Linked DNA regions of Sus scrofa: regions 2 and 3 are each linked to region 1. Evidence: chromatin contacts called from public HiChIP or PLAC-seq data. All regions are on one chromosome and are shown on one strand. The core of a region is the stretch at or near the end of the contact, and the rest is flanking DNA. Distances in the headings are between cores, read along the strand shown. Region 1 has its middle 110 kb from the start of SLC38A6. Region 2 has its middle 25 kb from the start of SIX1. Region 3 overlaps SIX4 (SIX homeobox 4).

Region 1 (5,039 bases), core at 1,745-4,244:
GAAATAGTTGCCTTGTCCACCCAAAGGTATAGTGGGCATATGGGTTGGTTGTCTTTTCATCTCCGTTTGCTATCTAAAGAATTCCCCTTCAAGAAAAGAACAAAGAGAACTAATCCAGCAATTTAGGCATCTGCTCTGCTATAAGGAGAGGAAAGATTCAAAGACAAAAGTCAGTATGGAATATTTTACTTGCAAGCTTTTAGAAGATATATATAAACAAAGATCAAAGGGAGGCAGAAAAACAAGGAAACATGGTTGATTATATCCTTCCAACAATGGTAATTGAGACTCACTTTGCAGGGAAATAGGTTCCCTTTCACAGATTTGATGATGTGAGCTGTAGCCAAGACTGGAACACATCTGGCATGTCCTAGAGCTCCAGCTTGGGGGCTTCAGTGGTCTTTAGTGTGTTCACAGCGGGAAGGTCAGTGGCACCCAGCACTGGGTCAAGTTCCATGAAGAGTTGGTGTCCGCGGCGGGACCTGGGTCCACCCGGCTTCCCATCAACCCAGAGGCAGAGCACCCACAGAGAAACAGACACACCACATGTTACATGGAAAGGCAGTGCTTTGTATTTACGTTTTTGTTTTTTTTTTATAAGTACAAAATGCATCTTTATTATACCAGAGTTGGAAAATTCTAAGCCGTATAACAAGGAACATAAACATAATCATAATCCCTATACCCAAGAGTAACCACTGCTGAAATCCTGGTACCTCTTCTTTCAGTCCCATGTGCATGTATGTGTATGTACGTTTACACACAAATCAGACATCAGCCAGGAATTCCCAGTCCCTCGTGTTGCTGGAAAAGCTCAACCCCGCTACACACTCTCCAGAAGGCCAAGGCCTCCCCCGTGTTTCTGTGAATTGCAGGGGCCTTATGTCCTCAGGGTTACTTCAATCTCCAAACATCTATTTCTACAGCCATTTAAATTCTGTTCTGTATTTCACGAACCTTGGTGAATGTTAAGCTTTTAACTGGATTTCGGCCCCAAATGTCCACTTACCCAAAGCACTTTTTTCTTTTAGGGCCACATGCGTGGCACATAGAAGTTCCCAGGCTAGGGGTTGAACTGGAGCTGCAGCTGCTGGCCTACACCACAGCCACAGCAATGCCAGATCTGAGCTGCATCTGCGACCTATACCACAGCTCATGGCAATGCCAGATCCTTAACCCACTGAGCAAGGCCAGGGATTGAACCCTCATGCTCATGGATATTCGCTGGGTTCTTAACCAGCTGAGCCACAACGGGAACTCCCAGGAATTTTCTTAGGGACCTTTGTTCTTCTAGAAACTGTTACAATAATAAAAATCTTGAGATCATAGTCTATATACAGTCTTTATTCTGCCTTTTCAAATTGGCCATTACATTTTTAGCACTTTCCCACCGTATTAAATATGTAACAACCCAGTACTTCATTACGTAAATGCATCCATTTCACTATTCCGCAGTTGTTGGGCATCCTTTGCTTTGGGGAAGTGTATAAAGCAGAAACGATTAGCTCTTGTGAATGTTTTTAAGGTCTAATACTAATTGCCAAATTGTCCTCCAGAAAGGTTAGGTATGTCAATTTGCACACTCCCCAGCTGTAAATGAAAGTGTCAAGTGACTTATTCTTTAAATGATTTGCTAATTTGGCTTTGATTGTGGGAGAGACTATTTCAGAGCAGTAAAGTGCCTGGTCGATCACAGCCACAGAGAGCCTGGGGCACGGAGGGAGGTCTTGGGCCTGACTGGACTCCAGGGCCCTGGGGTGGTTCACAAACCTCTCAGGACCTCATGCTGCTGCCCCACCCAGGCGAGGTCACACACTGTCTCACGTAACCCAAGCAGCCCTCACGCCTGCCTCCTGCTCTGAGAGACATAACGTTCCATGAGTATCTCCCTTTCCACCTTGAATCTGAGCCTTTAGCCTCCCAGCTCCTCCTCAACAGACCAGGGAGGCAATGGCACACCAGCCTGTTCCCCAGCTCAGGGAGAACTGGATCTGGACTCACCTCATTGGAGCCTGAATGGGATCCAGACCATCAGCCACCCCATCACCCATCCCTCCATCAGAGTTTTTCATGGTTCTGCTTCCCTGCCACCCAAGAGGTCACAGAGGTGCAAACAGCAGAGCCTCAGACCTCATCTTTCCTTTCCAGACCACCTTCTTTCCTTTCTGGAGATGGGAGACATAGAGGGAGCCTGAGACCTGTCCCACCTGTGGCTGATAGGACCTCCTCGGTAAGTTCTGCTCTTCCCACTCAGCAAAGCACACGTGTGCACAGGCAGCCGAGCTGCTGGCCGTCCAGACTATTTTTAAACAGACTAAAAATACTGACTTACCTCAGAGGACTGTGCTGAAGGAGCTTGTTTAGGGTGTCGGATGAACCTTTGCAAATCTAAAATGCTTTGCATCACCTGCTCCTTCACCCCGTGGGTTCCTCCCCTGGGAACCAAGAGAGTTATAAACTCAGGCTGGCAAAGAACAGGGTGATGGGTGGACTGACCGGGAAGCTCTCTTTGTGGGTTTGGTGATGCTCTGTGAGATTTGGCCTCTCTAGATGCTGGCCAGCTCCAGGGCAGATCCTGAACTGCCAGGCCCAGAGCCAGGCCAGCGCATAGAAGGCTCCCTGTGTGTGTTGGTTGTTGAAGGGTGTTTCTTGGCGGGGGCAGCGCAGGTGCCTGAGCTGTTATGATTTCTGACACCCCTGTTGGGTAGGAGAAGCCCAGGCACACATGTGTCTACCCCGCTCCCCTCCCCCTCCCTTCTACCTCAGCCCTGGGCCGGTCCCCTCTGCTTCCCCCACATAAGCCTTCATGTTGCAGCACAGCGGAAGGTCAAGTGCTCTCCTGTTCTAGGGCAGACACTTTGGGTTTAACCTTGAGGCAGAGGCTCAGCTGCCCTGACAACCCGTGGCTTCTTTCTGCAGCAACACCTCCTGCAAAGGTAGCCCAGCACGTCCTTGGCCACGGGTTTCCCAGGGCAGTAAAAATAGCTGAGGCCCCGCAGCTGCTGAATGATGAGTTCTGGAAGGAGATGATTGATTCTCACAGCTGAGTCCCGGGGTCAGGGAGCGCCGAGCAGGCCGAGGGGCCAGGGTGAAGGCTGGGCTGGCCCCGGGGCTGCTCTAGATAGAGCTGTTGACAGAGGGATCTGTGCTCCCCCCACCTGAGGGGAGCACCGAGTAAGCGGATTAAAAGGAACTGCAGAGGGCTCTGTGAGAGGGAGACAGTGCAGCCCTTTCTTTGAGGCCAGACTGGACCTTTTTTGACATATGCAGTCACCTCCCCTCCTTCACCGGGGACAAAGTTCAAAGTGGGGTGGGAGTTACTTTCCAGGGAAGGTGACGGGCTGGTACAGTAATGGGAGCCCCCGCTTCCCCTAAAACTATGGAGCTGTTGGGGCTTATGAAACACCCCGGGGACACAGGTGTCAGGTAGCTTCTGGCAGCCTGGGGTCACTCTCTGCCCTCCCCCCACCCTGCCCCTGGGCTGCAGCAGTACCCTGCCTGCTTTGTCAGGGGCCTGGGCCTGGGCCATTGACCTGGGCTGCTCCGATTCTTCATGGTGATCTAAGGTGAACCGTGTCCGTGGAGCTCCTGACCAGTAACAGTAGCTTTTAAGCCAGGATCCTGCAGTTGTTGGGCTGTTCACAAGGAAACAGCTGGAAGGGTGAAGTTCTACAGCTGGACCTGATCTGGACAATTCAGAGATACAGCCATATGTGTTTACTTTACAGTGCATGTTTTTAAGGCAATCTATAGCCCAGGGTTCCATACAGCAAAAATAAGGTTTCAGAGGGAGAAAGAAGAAATTGCTAGAGGAGGGAGGAACTAAGAGGCAAATGAAAAACAATATATTTTCCTATGAGATTATTAAAAAGATGACGAGGCAGCCAGACATGGGTGTGTGTGGGGGGGATAATCCAGGTGGCTTTTCTCCCCAGGAAAAGGGGCTGCCTTGTCATCAGAGCAGAGGTACGGGGGAGACCTACTGGTTTTCATGAAAGATGTAAAGATTCTGCAGAGGAGCCTGAGTTAGGACTACAGGCCAGAAAGAGAGGTGGCCCCTCCTTTTGTCTTTCATGCTACCTGCGGGGCATCAAGGTGTGTCTTTATCTTTCTGGAGTCACTTGAGATGCATGCACTCAGCCTCCCTTTCTTGCTGTTCTTTGCTCAGAGGTGGGGTTGCAGATATTGTGATTGGTGTGGAAAAGATTCCAGAACTGTAAGAAAAGGACCCCACAGGTTACCTCCAGGTCTGTCCTTGATACCTATGGGGGACGAATGGAGAGTCTTTCTCTTCCAAACCCTCCTCTGTCCTGCACAGTGGGAGGCCTCGCATACACCCATGCACAGACAACTCAACAGCTTGGATGCACGTCCAAGCTCCATCTCTGCATGCCACTTGGCCACTGCCTGCAGCCAGGAGTGTGCATATTGGCCACCCTCGGGAGGACAGACCTGGGCAGAGGCCATAGGTAGGGGCCATTTGGGTGTGGCATTTCCAGGTTCAATTATCTAGAGCAAGACTAGAGTGAGGTGTCACTGGAACTAGGTGGGCACAGCCTCGTGGTCCTACAGACTTCTCATTGCCTCATGGGAAGTGCTCTGATCCAGGAGGGGCAGGAATGGGGCCCCCAAAGTACGGGGCAGAGGGCAGGGACCTCAGTTACTCAAGTCAATGTCTGGTACTGAGTATGGCAAACTAAAGCTGTCAAAACAGGGCAAATTTCCCCCCAGATCTCCTCCCCACCCTATGTCCTGGTCCGTGCCCTCCTCCACCCCCAGGGGAACCCTCAGAGCTCAACTCCTTCCCCATCTCCAAAGCAGCTTTTGGTTCTGGCAATTCCTATTCCTCCAGAGTCTCCCTTCAGCCCTTGGCTGCTCCCCAGTGTCAGCTCTCACTTGTGCCTGGACCAATTTCCTGGCCTCCTGAGTTGATCTGCTCCCCTCCTGTTGCCACACTGCCACCCCAGCAGTTTTCCCCAGGGTCAATATGACCTCTTCACCTTCTGTCCTGCTTAAAGCTCTTCGGGGCTCCCTGTGCC
Region 2 (5,039 bases), core at 1,689-4,188, 440 kb before region 1:
TTCTGAAAGAGTAACATGATTTTTTCAGACTATTTAACAATGTCCGATTCTTTCAGACTAGGCAACATTGCTGCCTTTACTCCTAAAGAATTACCTAAGTATTGAGTCAAAGAAATTGAATATAGTCTATGAGTGCTGGTAAGTGCAACTGTGAAATTTTTCAGTAAATAAATCATTCTGTGTTCTGTAGAAATGTCTGGAGATTCTGCAAAGAATCTTGGTTTTCCTATTAGGTAGAGAGACAGGGAGAAAAGACATGCTTTGGCTTTGTAAACTTTCAAAGTTTAAGTAAATAAAGTTCAGCTAGTAATCAAAGATAAAAATCCCTCACCTTAGAGATGCTAACAAACTAAGACAGAACAACTTTCCTTACCCTGGTCCCCAGGTCTCATCTTTGGACTGGGCCCCAAAATGCTTTGTTTTGGAAACTCCAAACCATGCAAAACTCAGTAGGTCTGGGGTTTGAACACATGAATTTTAAAAAGCCAAGTTTCCGCCTGACCTTAGCTAACCTTAAAACCAATTGTTCTTCCAGTGCTAGTCTGCCCAACAGTGAAGTTTGTGGTTTCATCTTGGTTTTACCACAAAACTTTGTGATGAAACACTAAGAACCCACTGAGATTTGCACTTCCATTCCTGTCTTATTTCAAACTCCTTTTGCAAAACCTGATGACTTCTGTAGCATATAACTATGTAACTGCAATTTCTTTTATGTTCCACATGGGCTCAGGACTAAATTTTTGCCTGGCAACATTTTTTGAGACTCCAGTAATAAAAAAGCAGAGAAAAGAATAAAATCCACTCAGTGTAAAATCAAGAAGATTCTATGGATATAAAACAAACCTATATGATACCATTATGAGACCAACTATAACAGCATCTCCAATTTGAAAGTCTCAGAAAAATTTCTAGAGGTTGCATACCATGGGATAGAAGAGCTGGAGGAAGGGAACCTAAGAAGTGACAAGTGATGCCCAGACTAGAAATACAACAAACACAGAGAAGGCATAGCATCCTGAGAGATCTAAGGGACAAATAATAAGTGGGGATTTTCCCCCAGTGAAGAGTGGCTCCACGTTTTCCAGCCCACAAATCTAGGTTAAATCAGGGAACATATGTAGAGATAAGTCAAAAACATTAACATGCACTCATCAGCAACTGATTGTGCCACTGATGTTGTGAGAAGACACCTCCCACATCTCCATTCTGTATTCTTGCTTGGCATTGAGGTAGGCACAGACAAGAGTGCCAAACATCATGTGATCTCATACACTGTAGATACTTTTTTTTTTTCCCGCCATTTTTAGGGCTGCACCTAGGGCATATGGAAGTTCCTGGGCTAGGGTTGAATCGGATCTGAAGCTTCCAGCCTATGCCACAGCTATAGCAATGCCATATCTGAGTCGCATCTACGACCTACACTGCAACTCACGGCAGTGCAGCTCACAGCAGATCCTTAACCCACTGAGTGAGGCAGGGACAGAACAAGTATCCTTGTGGATACTGGTCAGATTCTTAATCCACTGAGCCACAGAGGAAACGCCAATATAGATTCTTTTTTATTGAGGTATAATTGACATATAACATTACGTTACAACATAATGATTCCATATTTGTATGTATTGCATAATAATCACCACAATGAGTCTAGTTAACATCTGTAGTATAGATTCTTATCAACTAGAAATCTTTGAAGAAGTCTCATCAACCACCTATCATTTCCACATAAAATTCTGAATGCCAACATCCTTGTGTTCTCAAAGTCCGAAACTGGACATAACCAGAAACAAAACGAGAAAGCTCTATCTGCCATGAGACCTTTCCAAATCTGAAGCCTATTACGTGGGTTTATACATTTAGCCACAAAAAACCCATTAAACAACTTTGGAACAAAGAAAGGATTTTTACTTTAGCCCAACAGACTCCTTTGTGAATTATTCATGATGTTTTCCAGTAATAGGAAAAAGGAACCAGGGGAGGAGAAATGCATGCCACCAGCTTCCATAAAATCCTAAAAACAGAAAACTGGCTCATCATGTCAAAGATACACTAGAGATAATCCCTGGGTCAGTGATAACCTGGGGACCAACTCCCAGAAATATAAAATTTCTGCAAAAGTGATCAAAACTGATCCAAAGAAAAGGCTAAACTGACTGTCCCTCTCCTAAGCTTCATTTCCTCTCTCTCTCTCAGGTGGCTAGCGACAAACAATGCTATGCAATTTTCATGTTCGTCCCAAGGACCAATCTGGCAGAAACTCTGAAGATCTTAATAGATGAATATTTATTTATTTCCCCTAAAGGGCCATTTCTACCTTCTTGCCATTGATGGAAATTCCAAGCTGTCCCAATGCTCCTGTGATGCCCCATAAGTCACAGGTGAAGTTACTGTCACAGAGTCCACTAGAGTAAAGCAATGCAAAGGGATGCTTCTCCACTAAACTGCCAACAGAGGCTAGGGCTCCAAAACCAAAACTCTAGGATGAGATTAAATATTTGGCATTGAAGCCAACACATGGTCACAGCCAAGGGGTTCCTAATTTCCTATCCTGCTGCAAGATATAGGTACAGCCTCCATAAGGTAAAAGCCACCCACTGACTGCCTATGTCACCAGCATATAAAACTCATGAGCTCATAATATAAACAGGGGAGTATTTACTCTATTCTTGGCACTGGCAAGCTTATAAACAATAGCTCAGTGGAATATTTTTGCATTGAGTTTGTTTCCTGGGTATGTTTTCTTATAAATCTGCATGCTTACCCAAAGATCGCATTACTCATTAGGCATTACAGCTGTCCTTGTGACCTAAAATCAAAGGGGTGTTACTTGGGCACTTTCCCATAAAGAACTACAAATTCCTGGGTTGAAGTTACAGGAAAATATTTGTGCACAACATCCAGCAGGTGGCACTCACATCCAAAGTTACAGGGCGCTTTCCTGTTGGCCAGGGAAATCTTTGTTCACAAAAGACGTGTTCTTACAGTTCAGTAAATAGTAGCCAGATGTCTTCTTAGTAAAAGAGCAAGAGTTTCACTCTCGAAATCTTCTTAAATGAAATTTTGACATTGGACATAAGCAGCCAGTCAATTTATGTAATTTTTTTAAAAAGTAATCTTAAAAATAGAGAAATTCCATATTGAAAACATAGTTTTGTAGATGTTATGGGCTGACTGTGTCCTGCAATATTCATATGTTGAAATCCAATCTCTCAATGTGATGATATTTGGGGAGGGGGACCCTTTGGGAGGTAATTAGATCATGAGAGTAGAGCTTTCATGAATTGGATTAGGCCCTTCTAAGAAGAGGCCAGAATGCTAACTCTCTGCTCTTTGTGCCATATGAGAAAACAAGAAGAGAGCCCTCTTTAAACCAACAAGGAGCACTCACCAAGAACCTAACCATGCTGGTATCCTGTTCTATGACTTCCAACTTCCAGAATGGTGGGAAATAATTGCTTGTTGCTAAGCCACAATCTTTAGTAACTTGGCCTAAGATATTTCTAACGTCCCTTTCCTGATCCAGCAATATTTGGAGTAGGATTAAGGAGCCACATATCACTTTGAATATTAAAAATCAAGCCAAAATAATTTTGAATAAGAATGAATCAAAGAAAAATAAAAGACTGAAAGACATCCCTTGCTAAAGATTCTCTTTTTTTTTTTTTTCCTTTTGTCTTTTTGTTGTTGTTGTTGTTGTTGTTGCTATTTCTTGGGCCGCTCCCTCGGCATATGGAGGTTCCCAGGCTAGGGGTCCAATCGGAGCTGTAGCCACCGGCCTATGCCAGAGCCACAGCAACGCGGGATCCGAGCCGTGTCTGCAACCTACACCACAGCTCACGGCAACGCCGGATCGTTAACCCACTGAGCAAAGGCAGGGATCAAACCCGCAACCTCATGGTTCCTAGTCGGATTCGTTGACCACTGCGCCACGACGGGAACTCCAAAGATTCTCTTAATGTGCGTTGCCAAATCACATTTATAAAGGCCCAGAAATTGTTGTGCAGAAAGAATGGAATCATGATCACAGACTATGCTTAGAATTTACGAACCCTCAAGTAACATGTACTAATAATAATCCATGCCATCTCTCCCTAACAAGTAAAATCAATTACTCTATTATTTTAGCAAAGTACATAGCAGCATAATAAGGTTTTATTGGCTGTGTAAAATCAGGTATACTAATATTAGCTAACACTGCCACTTACTGAGGACTTATTATACGTCATGCTCTGAAAAACCTGCACCACACAGCAATTTAATCTTTGCAAGTAGCACAATTATCTCCACTTTGTAGAAAAGGGAAATGAGGTTTAGAGGTAAGTTACATAACCTGTTTTAGCCTCACCTGCTCATTTGTAAGGTGAGAATACAAATATAAACTATTTCTTAGGGTTGTGAGAAAACAAGTTCAGACAAAGCTCTTAGCCTAGAAGTCCTAACTATATAATTACTACTACTGCTGCTGCTACAGCTGCTGCTACTCTACCACTACTACAACCACTATTGCTATTTATTAGTATTAGTATTAGCATGGTTAAGTTATTTGTTCAGGGTGGCAGAGACAGAAAATAGCAGAGTCAAAACCTGAACTCAGGTCTGCCTGACTCCAAAACTTGGGTGCTTGTACTATAGGAGACAATGGCTCCAAACTCAGGGAAATTCTGAGAATAAAAGAGCACTTCTGGAAATATGGAAGTTACTCTTTTTCATGGAAAAAACATACAAAAACAATCATCAGAAAATAGCCATTTCTTTAAGTTTCTCTTCCAGACCCAAACACACACACAGACAAAGTAAATGCTGCCCCACCCATCTTATGGGTCAAGATGACCTTTCATCTTTCTGATGGAAATATGAAACTTAATGGTCATAAAATTATATCCCTTTCAAGGAAGGTGGGCAAGGAACTAGAATCTAATGAAGAATGATGACTGGTGCAAGCCAGAACCACCCAACATTGAGCCAAGGTGACCACACCATAGGATGCAGAGCCAGGTCCTAATCCTGACTCATCCAGTATCAGCAACATGACTTAGAGT
Region 3 (5,039 bases), core at 1,866-4,365, 370 kb before region 1:
GTCATCCATCTGTTAAAGAACACAGTAAGAATGTACTTATTAAATAAATAAACAAGAGCACAAATTTGTCTATATTCCCTAATTTTAACCAAATGTATATTTTGGGTTTCTCTTTGGCACAGCGCCTATGTCACACACAGCTTAAAAAGCAAACAAAACAAAACACAGAACAGTTCTTGTTTCTCTATGGCTAATTTTTATGGTTTCATTATAGCTAATGACTTTTCAACAAAGGACTCCTCTTGAAGGAAATCACCCAGTTCTGGGTAAGATGTGTGTGGGGAAAATACACTTAATTGTTTTCAGAGGACACAACAGCTCAGATTCCACTGCCTGGTCCTTGATACCCAGTAGGGAAGTGGAGCACACATAGAAAGGAAAGAGTGTGGGAGTTCCCCTTGTGGCTTATTGGTAACGGTAACAAACCTGACTAGTATCCACGAGGTTGCGGGTTCCACACCTGGCCCCACTCAGTGAGTTAAGGATCTGGTGTTGACATGAGCTGTGGTGTAAGTCACAGACGAGGCTCAGATCCTGGATCCTGTATTACTGTGGCTATGGTGTAGGCCGGCAGCTGCAACCCCAATTAAACCCCTAGCCTGGGAATTTCCATATTCCGAGGAGTGTGGGTCTAAAAAGAAAAAAGAAAAAGGGGACATTCTTTCTTTCCTCCTCTCATCCATCCTCTCTCCCTATTCCCCAAACACACACAACTGCTATGTTTTGAAATAGGGAACACCTTGTTCAGTTTTATTAATCTGCAACTTATCTTCCATGATTATAGCTTGGTTGTGTGTGTGTGTGTGTGTGTGTGTGTGTGTGTGCCTTTAAAAGGCTTCCTTAAAGTGCAAATTCCCCAGGGATGGAGGGTTGGGATTGTCATACCTTAAACTGTTAACCACCCACACAGGATTATCACTTAAGGCACTTGGGGACATAGGACAATACCTGAGGGAAGGGCAGATCCAAAAGGGAGCAAAGTAGGTACAGGTGAAGAAAGTGGAGAAGTACAAAACCAGACCTGCCTCACTAGCTCTACACCCCTAAATAGTCCTAGGAGGTCACAGGTTGTTGATTCAACATCAATTATTTTATCTTACATTTGTAGCCCTTGGTAGGTCACGGTGTACTTTCACTCTCTAATTGATTTTCTCTTCTTAACCTATATTGCAGGGAGGAGGGAGTGCATTTTATTAACCCCCCCTTTTTTTGTAACCACATGGATCTCAAATATAATGATATACAATACACCCATTTCAACAAGAAAAAAATCCCAGAGAGGTGAGTTGATTTCCCAAATCTAAAGGCTAATTAGAATCCAAATTTCCTGATGCCTAGACACTACATTCCATTTACTATTCCTCATAGACTCTTTAGACATGTGTTCAGTTCAAATAATAGGAATATATCTACAGAGAGAATATTTTTAGAAAGTATATTCATATACAAGCATAAATAGCTTTTCCGCACATTACCACTATTTTGAAATTGCTCTAAATAGGCTTAGTGAGTACATTTTTGCTAATGCTCCCACTTATCTGTCAAACTTTAGCCAGCCTCTGGAGTTTACGTTATGGTACAGCGGAAACAAATCTGACTAGTAACAATGAGAATGTGTGTTCCTTCCCTGGCCTCACTCAATGGGTTAAGGATCCAGCGTTGCTGTGAACTGTGGTGTAAGTCACAGACAGGGCTTGGATCCTGCATTGCTGTGGCTGTGGTGTAGGCCACCAGCTTCAGCTCTGATTAAACCCCTAGCCTGGGAAACTCCATATGCCGTGGGTGCTGTCCTAAAAAGTAAAAAAAAAAAAAAAAAAAAAAAAAAGATAAAAGTTTTGTTAACCTCCTAATTAGAAACCTCCAGCAATTTTAGCAAGCCGCTATCATCTGGAATCCAGCCTCTATTTGGAAGTAAGTGGAAAAATCCTTGGAGCAATAAGGAAAATGATTACCATAAAGACCATCCACTAATGCTAAAATATTCAAAGGATCACTCTCAGGCCCTACCCCAAGATGTATTGATTTATTTTTGTACTTCAAATAGGGATAATACTTTAAATAACCAGTTTAGCCATAAGTTTCCCTAATCCAAGAAAGTGAAATGATTTAAAGGGATCAGTGACTGCTGGAGTCACTATTTATTTGACAATCTTTAAGTGCCTACTATGCTTTGCTACCCTAAATGCCAGAGAAACAAAGATGAAAGTGTTGAGAGGCAAACACATAATTACAGTGATGTGATAAGTAACAGTATGAAAGGTATACATTCCTGTCTGATCACAGGATGAGCCATGCACTGTTCTGTTTTTGAGGGTGAGGCAGAGCTTTCTGGAATATGTGATATCTGGCAAGTCTTGGAGCTTGAGTAGGTAAGAAAGATCCTCATCTCATTGGGGAACAGATCCATGTAGCTACACAGAGAGGTAGGGCCTGGGTCTTGGAGGATTTGTAGTTTAAGGAATTTAAGTGGTATTTCATAAACAAAGGGGAGCCATTGAAGGTTCTTAATTGAAATGTGAGGCTGGGCTAAGTCTTGAATTCTGAAAGCTCTGTCTGAATACATTTTTTAAAATTATTTTATTATTTTTATTTTTGGCCATGTGAGAGGTATGTGGAAGTTCCTGGGCCAGGGATCAAATCCGAGCCACAGAGGCAACACGAGCCACAGCACTGACAATGCCAGTTCCTTAACCCACTGCACCACAAGGAAACTCCAATCTGAAAATATAGTTGTAATGTAGCTTAGAATGAGGACCAGGCCCTGGGTACCAAGTAGGAAGAGGTCTCAATAATTCAGTCAAGAAATAGTTAAGTGCCTACGCCATAGCAGTAACCCTAGAAATGGAGGGGAAGGAACTGATTCAAGAGACAGTAAGAGAGCAGACATGGATAGATGCAGTGATCTGATGCAGGAGGTAGAAAGAAAAAAACCCAGAAGACTCCAGAGTGAATCTCAGATTTTATATTTGGCCAATGGATGAATTAGGAACACAGAGTGGGGAACAGGGTTATGGGGAAGTTAATAGTTTGCATTTTCATATATAGAGTCATAGGTGACTAGACTAGGAGATTCTGAAAATATCCATTAGGGAACTGGATCTACCAGACTGAAGTTCAGGGCACAGGGTCAGGCTGGGACAATCATAGCAGGAAGCTGGCAGCTTTGGCTAAAAGCAAGAAGCAGCATAGACAGGTTTAGAAAGTACAAAATTCTGGAGACCTTTGCAGACAAGCTGCCATACACACTTCAAGAGCTCCTCACATATTACCTGTCCAACAGCTTAGGACAATATGACATACTTTCCTAATCCCTGCCCTCCCTCTTGCCTTGTACAATGTTCTCCAAAGAGTAGGCTGGTGATATTTTTAAGTGGAAATCTCATTATATCATTCCTTGCTTCTCAGAATCAAACTACTTGGCACAGACCAATAAAGCTCTACCTGTGATCTGGTTCACATCTCCTGTCACATGACTCCTGAGTGAATAACATTGTTATCCAGCCACTGAGCTCCTCTCTCAAGGCCTTTGTACTTGCTACTTCTCATGTCTGGAATGCTCTATTCTAGGTCTTGCAGGCTGGCTCCCTCTTACAGTTCAAATCTCTCTTCTGAAATGTTACTTCCTCACACATCTTCCTTGACTAGTCTAATGTATGTCCCCACCTCTACCCATGCCCCATTCTCGGTCCCATCACCCTGTCATTGACTTTGTAGCATTGACCATTATCAGAATGTATTTTATTGACTATCTACTCTATTGGAAATTGTGATGAACAAAGGTAAATTTCCACACATTGTTTTTAAGGGAAATTAGAAAAGTGGGATAGAATTGTATTGCTGAAGGTCTTGCATTCCCATTGAGAGGTTTTAATTTGCTAGTTTCCAAGGAGCTACTAAAATGTTTTAAGTAGATCAGTGACCTTGGCAAATGTTTTAAAATGTTTGTCTGGTTATTATGAATATAATCCCACCTACGGATATACTATTCACTTCAACTGGTTTAACTACATAGAAAATTGCTAAATAAATGAACTTAATGACAATATAAAAAAGTCTAGACATAATAACATGAAATTAATTTGATGACTTTAACTAGTTTTGTAATAGAATTATATAGTTGATCCAAGTCTACTTTTTTACCTAGTCTCCTTTTCATTTTAGTGTGGGAAGCACACAAAATAAAATATCATGTACTTTTAAAATGAGGAGCAAACTGTACCAAGGCTGAGTCTTCTTCACACTCAGTAATGCAGTTATCTTCATAGCTTTATGCCAGATGACTAGTGGACCCAACTGGGGTGTAGCCAGGCTTTAGCTAATGTAAGTGCTTTGTTTATTTTTTGTCTCTTTAGGGCAACATCTGTGGCATATGGAAGTTCCCAGGCTAGGGATCGAATCAGAGTTGCAGCCACTGGCTTACACCACAGCCATAGTGATGCCAGATCCAAGATGTGTCAGTGGCCTACATCACAGCTCATGGCAATGCCAGATCCTTAACCCACTGAGCAAGGCCAGAGATCGAACCCGAGTCCTCATAGATTCATTACAACAGGAAATCCATGGAAGTGCTTTAAAGATGGTTTATATTGAGATCTTTCAAAGGTTGGAGATGGATCTTGGAACTTTCAGTTTAACTCCATTAAACTTTATATAGAGTATAAGGCTCAGATGTGGTGACATCCAAATGAATAAGACACATTACTTTCCTTCATTGAGGATGAAATCTAATAATTTGTCTCTGAGTATGCAGTACAACTGAGTTATGTAATTTTGTACAAAGACCAACAGAGATTATTTTCCCCAAATGACTGCTCTTATCCTTCTATTTGTCAGTCTACGAAATGTTTGTAGATTTTTGTTTTCCTTTTCCTTACTCTTCTCTGCTTTCCCAGAGAAAAATAACTTTTCCGACATACAGTATGTATAAATATAAAGTTTATTTAGCATAGTGTTTAGAAAAATAAGTTCACATCATTTCAGAAAACAAATAAAACACTTAAATGTCCAGGCATAAACCCCTATTACAGTACAACATACAT

What was found. HiChIP or PLAC-seq counts read pairs in DNA pulled down with a chosen protein or histone mark.
Region 2: a contact with region 1 is called in an H3K27ac HiChIP or PLAC-seq map of skeletal muscle. The contact joins two enhancer-like sites. A contact is called at or near these places in 1 of 47 Hi-C or Micro-C datasets (embryonic fibroblasts) and 1 of 2 datasets of contacts at active chromatin or transcription factors (skeletal muscle).
Region 3: an H3K27ac HiChIP or PLAC-seq map of skeletal muscle shows a contact between it and region 1. The contact joins two enhancer-like sites. A contact is called at or near these places in 1 of 47 Hi-C or Micro-C datasets (psoas muscle) and 1 of 2 datasets of contacts at active chromatin or transcription factors (skeletal muscle).

The regions. Positions count from the first base shown.
Region 1 is chr1:190,032,482-190,037,520 of Sscrofa11.1, forward strand. No RefSeq gene overlaps it. Among named protein-coding and RNA genes, the nearest start is that of SLC38A6, 110 kb to the left of the region's middle. Within about 2 kb of position 2,995, at least 8 of the 83 cell types and tissues checked have an H3K27ac peak or open chromatin away from gene starts, as enhancers often do. A contact at or near this core is called in skeletal muscle, where this site is marked.
Region 2 is chr1:189,596,658-189,601,696 of Sscrofa11.1, forward strand. No RefSeq gene overlaps it. Among named protein-coding and RNA genes, the nearest start is that of SIX1, 25 kb to the right of the region's middle. Within about 2 kb of position 2,939, at least 6 of the 83 cell types and tissues checked have an H3K27ac peak or open chromatin away from gene starts, as enhancers often do. A contact at or near this core is called in skeletal muscle, where this site is marked.
Region 3 is chr1:189,665,471-189,670,509 of Sscrofa11.1, forward strand. SIX4 (SIX homeobox 4) reads right to left here. Exons shown (of 3, transcript NM_001244614.1): 3 at 4,920-5,039. Among named protein-coding and RNA genes, the nearest start is that of SIX4, 14 kb to the right of the region's middle. Within about 2 kb of position 3,116, at least 3 of the 83 cell types and tissues checked have an H3K27ac peak or open chromatin away from gene starts, as enhancers often do. A contact at or near this core is called in skeletal muscle, where this site is marked.